2 separate regions of the Sparus aurata genome follow, and region 1 is linked to region 2. A link is a contact called in public Hi-C data. All regions are on one chromosome and are shown on one strand. Each heading gives the region's core, a stretch centred on a gene start, on an enhancer-like site or on the middle of the called end of the contact. The rest is flanking DNA. Distances are from core to core; before and after follow the strand shown.

Evidence for each region. Hi-C and Micro-C count contacts between places; a contact is called where the count stands out from the background.
Region 1: a contact with region 2 is called in a Hi-C map of an unstated tissue, with 4 times the contacts expected there. The contact joins the promoter of slc38a6 here to the promoter of pcnx4 in region 2. A contact is called at or near these places in 2 of 2 Hi-C or Micro-C datasets (skeletal muscle and an unstated tissue).

The regions. Positions count from the first base shown.
Region 1 is chr16:14,480,812-14,483,511 of fSpaAur1.1, reverse strand. It overlaps slc38a6 (solute carrier family 38 member 6), which reads right to left and starts at 1,314. Exons shown (of 16, transcript XM_030391403.1): 1 at 1,021-1,314. The coding sequence starts at 1,113. trmt5 (tRNA methyltransferase 5) reads left to right here and starts at 1,359. Exons shown (of 5, transcript XM_030391399.1): 1 at 1,359-1,443; 2 at 1,589-2,181. The coding sequence starts at 1,436.
Region 2 is chr16:14,343,112-14,345,941 of fSpaAur1.1, reverse strand. It overlaps pcnx4 (pecanex 4), which reads right to left and starts at 1,323. Exons shown (of 11, transcript XM_030443397.1): 1 at 1-1,323. It overlaps lrrc9 (leucine rich repeat containing 9), which reads right to left. Exons shown (of 32, transcript XM_030443393.1): 32 at 1,443-2,830.

The sequences.
Region 1 (2,700 bases), core at 65-2,564, 140 kb before region 2:
TTCATGTGTGCGTCTCTTACAGTCAAATGGTGAAGCTACTCTGCAGATAATGAATAGTAGATCAACTGACAGTGCCTATGAAGACTTTACTGGAATATAAAGACATTTTCAATGACTTATAGATAGACTTCAAGACAGATAGATGGAAAAAAAAACTTTGAAACACAAACTCTATGAGCTAACAGAATAAACCACTACTGAAGGTATGAAATCCAAAAAACCAAAATCAGAATTGATGAAGATGACACAATCGATACATGTTTTGATTGGGCTGATGACACCAGGGTAATTTTCTCTGTATCTGTGTTAAGAATTCAGACATTTTAACATTCTTATGCAGAGTTGTCTTTCTAAAAAAATCTGAAAACAGGCTCATACGTTACATTTAAAGGTTAGCTCTGATGATCTTTAGACTCAAAAAAGAAAAAAAAAAACATTCCCCCCTGCCAGGAATGTGGTGAAGGAGGCTTGCTGTTGTTTTTCTTGAGAGAACAATGTGTACTCCTATATTATTGTGGATATTTGTATATCATGCTGTATATGTTGCTATGAGAGATCTTGACCCAGTTGGGACATCCTTGCACAATAAAGGCGAAATAGAAAAAAAAATACCAATAAAAACAAATAAGTACAAATAAAATGAAGGAATGTTGAGTGTAGAGCTTTCTACAGAGCCACAGAACATATTACATAACAGCTTTTTTATGGGCGGAGTGGTAATAATTATGAAGAACAAACTGGGTATCTAAAAACCAGTGGACTTAAGTTTAATTTGCACAAGAAACAGATATAAATACAGACCCCTCAGTGGAGAAAATTGATTCAAATACAATTATTTCCTTTTTTTTAGAGTGGACTTTCTCTGTAAGTGCTGACAGAGGCAGAAGTAGAGAGGAAACTCAACATTTTCTCGGGACAAGCACGTGATGTCTGTCATTATTAACTGCTGAAGCTCACATATTTAGACTGAAGCGGTGTTTCTTAGCTGTGAAAGACACTCTGCAATTATCAACTACTTACATTTCCTAATAAAGGTGTATTTTCGTTTCCCTCGGTGTCCCCGGCTCCGCATTCAGTATACAACTCTCGGTTTGCATGTCCATTGACACTCATTTTTCTTCTCTCGGAAAATTCCGGACACTAACTAAATTAAATAAACTTCCACCGCTTCAGACTTTTCACTCCGGTTCTCGTCACGACGCACAGCTGCAGAGTTATGATACCATCTTGTCCAAAATCACTTTTAAACTCTCCTCTGATCAACTTATCAGCTGCCGATTGTTGTTGTTGGTCACCCAGGTCATGTGACTTTATTTCCGGTCGCGTCAGAAGGGAGACTACCCAATCAGAGATCGAATCTCTGCTCGGCTGACCAATCACCAGTCGGCTCTGGTCGCCTACCGATGACGTAATCAAGCATGCAGACGAACGAAGGATGTTGAGGTGAGCTCTGAATGTGATTTTTCCCGTAAGTAATCGCTAAAATACCAATCAATTTAGTCTTAAAATGACCCGTTTTTGCTTATTTGCCAGTTGCGAAGTGTTTTTGACGTTTGTGCTTCATTACAGCTGCGGTTTGTTGTTTCAGGCTCCTCTCCAGAGTCTTGACGCCTCTACAAACTCAAGGAAAAGCTGTCGCTGTGTACCGGAGCCTCTGCTCTGCCGCAACACTGCCAGTCTCAGCGTGTTCTGGCTCTGCTGTGAAGTTCATAATGGAGCCTAAACTGTACCGACCACCTCCAGAGGTTCGGGGTATGACCTCTCTGGACAAAGAGGCCTTCACACAGACCATTACAGTACCAGCTCTACGGGTGCCCACTGGGGTCTTGAACAAGGTGGTCAAGAGCCTGAAAAAGTCGGCCATTCAGCGCCCAGGGATTCCCCGAGTGGTACAAGACAAAGAGGAGAGTAGTGACTTTCGTTTGGTGCTGTTGGACCCCCACAAAGTGTCCTCAACAACCTCCTTCAGCGAGGCTGAAGCCGAGGCTCTGAGGTCATTCAGTGTCTCTGAGGAGCTGCAGCACTATGAGCTGCAGCTCACCTACCACAACCTGAAGACTGAGGAGGTGCTGGAGGCTGTGCTCCCTCAGGGTCAGGACGTGACCTCGTCGTTCAGCCGAGTGGGACACATCGCACACATGAACCTGAGGGACCACCAGCTCCCATACAAGAACCTCATAGGTGAGAGGCCGATAATGCAACAGAGGGATTGCAGTACAAAGTCACACACATAATTGTTGTGTCTCTCCATCAATCTATGAGGTGTTTTGATTCTTCAATTCTTCACCTGTCCATATATAGATCTGATTCAGATGTGTTTGCTAGAATTGACTGCAAAGCTCTCAAAGTTGTGTCTTTGAAAAATACATCTCATAGTTAATGTTTAACATGTTACGTTTCATTCAAAGCCGAAGACAGTTTGCACACCTCTGTGCCCCAATGTTACTTTGATGGGCAGGTTTTGATCTTCTGATTAAAAGCCATGAGATTCATTAGGTTGTGTTGAATAGCTGCAGTGATTAGTTGATTAATTGATTAGTCGATTGACAATTAATTATGATAATTGATTGTCCTTGTTCTTAAACGTGATGATTTGCTGCTTTTCTTTGTTATCTATGAAGAGATAAAGCAGAGTCTTTGTGTTTTTAACTGTTGGTTGGCAAAAAATAAATCATTTGAAGACATCATTATGAGCTCTGG
Region 2 (2,830 bases), core at 74-2,573:
CTGCCAAGGAACACATACCATCTCCCAAAGCCACAGAGCACCCCGGCTAGGACTGTATGCAGGACCACATTGAGCCCAAACCTCTGCCTGACACACATTGTTCTATGTGTAATGCTGCAGTTTAAACACATTGCGTTTTACCTGCGCACCGAACCTGGGACACATCAGCTGTGAATGGCTCGCAGAGGTGCACATCTGTTGTGTTTACTGTCACTGGTTGTATACCAACAGGGATCAGGAGGAGTTCAGTGATCACATACTGTTTTTTGTTAGATTTTTTTAACTTAATATTTTGAAGAGAAAATCATATTTCTTTTAGCTCTTGGCTGCATTTGATGAGTGGTCATTACAAATATCACAAATATCACCAGAAATATGATGGTGGTCCTCATGAGGCTTCAAATTATTCACTACTTTACAGAACTTCTGGCATTCTTAACAATAGAACACATTAAAAAGCCATTGAGTATCTAATTCAGGACACATTAGACGACAGTTGTCAGTTTTTCTGTATTGTTTCCACAGAACAATGAAAAGACCATCCCTCTTTGCAAATATAATTATGTCAAGTGACACATCCCAATGGGTTGTTTATCCTCCTGATCCTAAATAATATTTCAACCTCTTTCTTGCCCCTATCTTTAAATGCTGAATCTAATGCGCCTAGTTGACCCCAAAAACTGACACAGGATTAGAAATATTAATATTACATTCTAAATCCCTGTTAACGTGTTCTTTATGCGAAAAGAGCAAATCCTACAAGTATTTTATTATTTCAATATAATGAAAGTGATTGTGGTCAAGTGTCTGCCTCTCCAAAGGGCTGAATTACTTAGAGAGGTGGAGGGCAAAAAGGAGGATCATGAAGTGATCAACTAAAAAGGCCACAATATCAACACAAAGAAAGATAATAATCCGGAGCCAAGGGGATTAAATTGTTGTTGTTATTCTTGAGGTTGAGGGGATAAGGGCAGGCAGGAGGTTGTGTTTCCTTGTCATCTTCAAAAAGCAATTTGTGCGCTGTGTAGGACACAATAAACCATCACAGCAAAAAAAGCCCATCCGTCGCAACAACATGTATTGCACCTTGTAATTCTCCCACGGCACCACTTATTTACAATCATTGCTCCATTTTTGCTATAGTTGCCTGATGAAGACTATCAATTTGAGTTAAGATTTAAGAGATAAAGGGTTAAAGGAGACAAACAAATGCAAATACCGTGAAATGAAAATAGCTGTTACCAAATTGGCTACGACATCAACAAAAGGCAGACCAACTGACGGCGCTCTGAAAATTGATTCCGGTTAAATTTACAAGAAAATTGGGTATTTGCCTATTGTTGGGTTATTGTTACCTTGTTTTTGCCCTGTTAACCACATAGCCTGCTTTGTGTGACTGCAACAATGTGATAAATGACACACACGTTCAATAAGTCCAGAAATGAATAGCAGTTAAGATTTAATGCTATTGCGAGGCGTCTCATCCAAAATGTTTACACAAAATAAAAGCATTTTCCTTTTCCTCCTAATTGTCACTCTCACTACATTCTTTTTATCTTCGTTTTCCCCCCATTCACTTTCTCATTTTGTTTTTTATTCTAGGGAGCCGCACAGGAAACAAATTACAGGAAAATGACAAGCAACAACAATAACTCATTGACAGATTTCAAGAGAGGCAATATGGCGAGATTGTTTTTGAAAAGAGATTGTATTTGTGGGGGATGAAAAATGAACACGGGACATAATATGCACCTTTTAAAAACAAAATAATTTATATTTTGATGATGACCTGCACTTGTTTGCCATCAGCTGCTGAATGTGGCGAGAACATTTCCATTTTTACAACAGCAATCCCAAGTCAAGTGATGATGTTGGTGTAATTGTAACCTCTCCCGAAACACTTCTAAAGTTAATACAAGCTAGTAAGTGTGTATTGCATGTGGAGTATAATGTGGTTTGACCATTACACATATTGCACGTAAAGTTTCGATAAGCATCGCACAAGATGCAGCGTTATCTTCTTCATCAAACATCGATCAGTATTCTCATCTGTCTCGCTTCACCCACAACATCTACCAACACGAGAACCACAGTAGATAGCAGCAAAACCATGGTCCATTCAGCAATTATTCACAGAGTCTTGGACTAATGGCGCTATGAATGGACAGACACAGCAAATATAGGGAGTTAGTGGACCAGCAGTAATGGCCCCATACAGAGCATGTGTTTTTCTATGTGTGTGTGTGTTGGTGGGGATGGGGGAGAGAGCATCATCTATAACTGATTCACAACAAGCTCAAACATGTCTAATTATGAATCCAGACTACAACTATGGAGACCAACTCGCTCACTTCGCCCCTCTCCACCACCCTCTCCGTCCCTCCTCCACCCTCTCTTCCCCTCCCGCCCAAGCGGGGCTCCATATCAGGCAGATGAAAACATAACCTGTCACATTCCATCCCATTAAACCAGCTATGAACCATGTGGTCTACTCACATGGAGGAGCGAAGAGAGGCAGGGGAGAGAGACGGTGAGAGCAGTGCATCTGGGTTCACTCAGAACTGATGAATTATTCACAGTCTTTATGGTAATGTCATTTTAATGTTAAAAATACTGACAGATATGCAAAAAAAAAGAAACATACTGTGGCATGCTCAACATAAGCTAGCGCCACATACAGATATACAACTGCACTAAAAGCAGTTGTACATCTAACATATCCATACTGCACATGCTGTACACAAATAAAAAAATGTGTAATTATCCTTTGCAATACCTAATGCATTAGAGAGCTCTCACTGAGCCCCCAAATCTGTGCATTAGAGGGTTT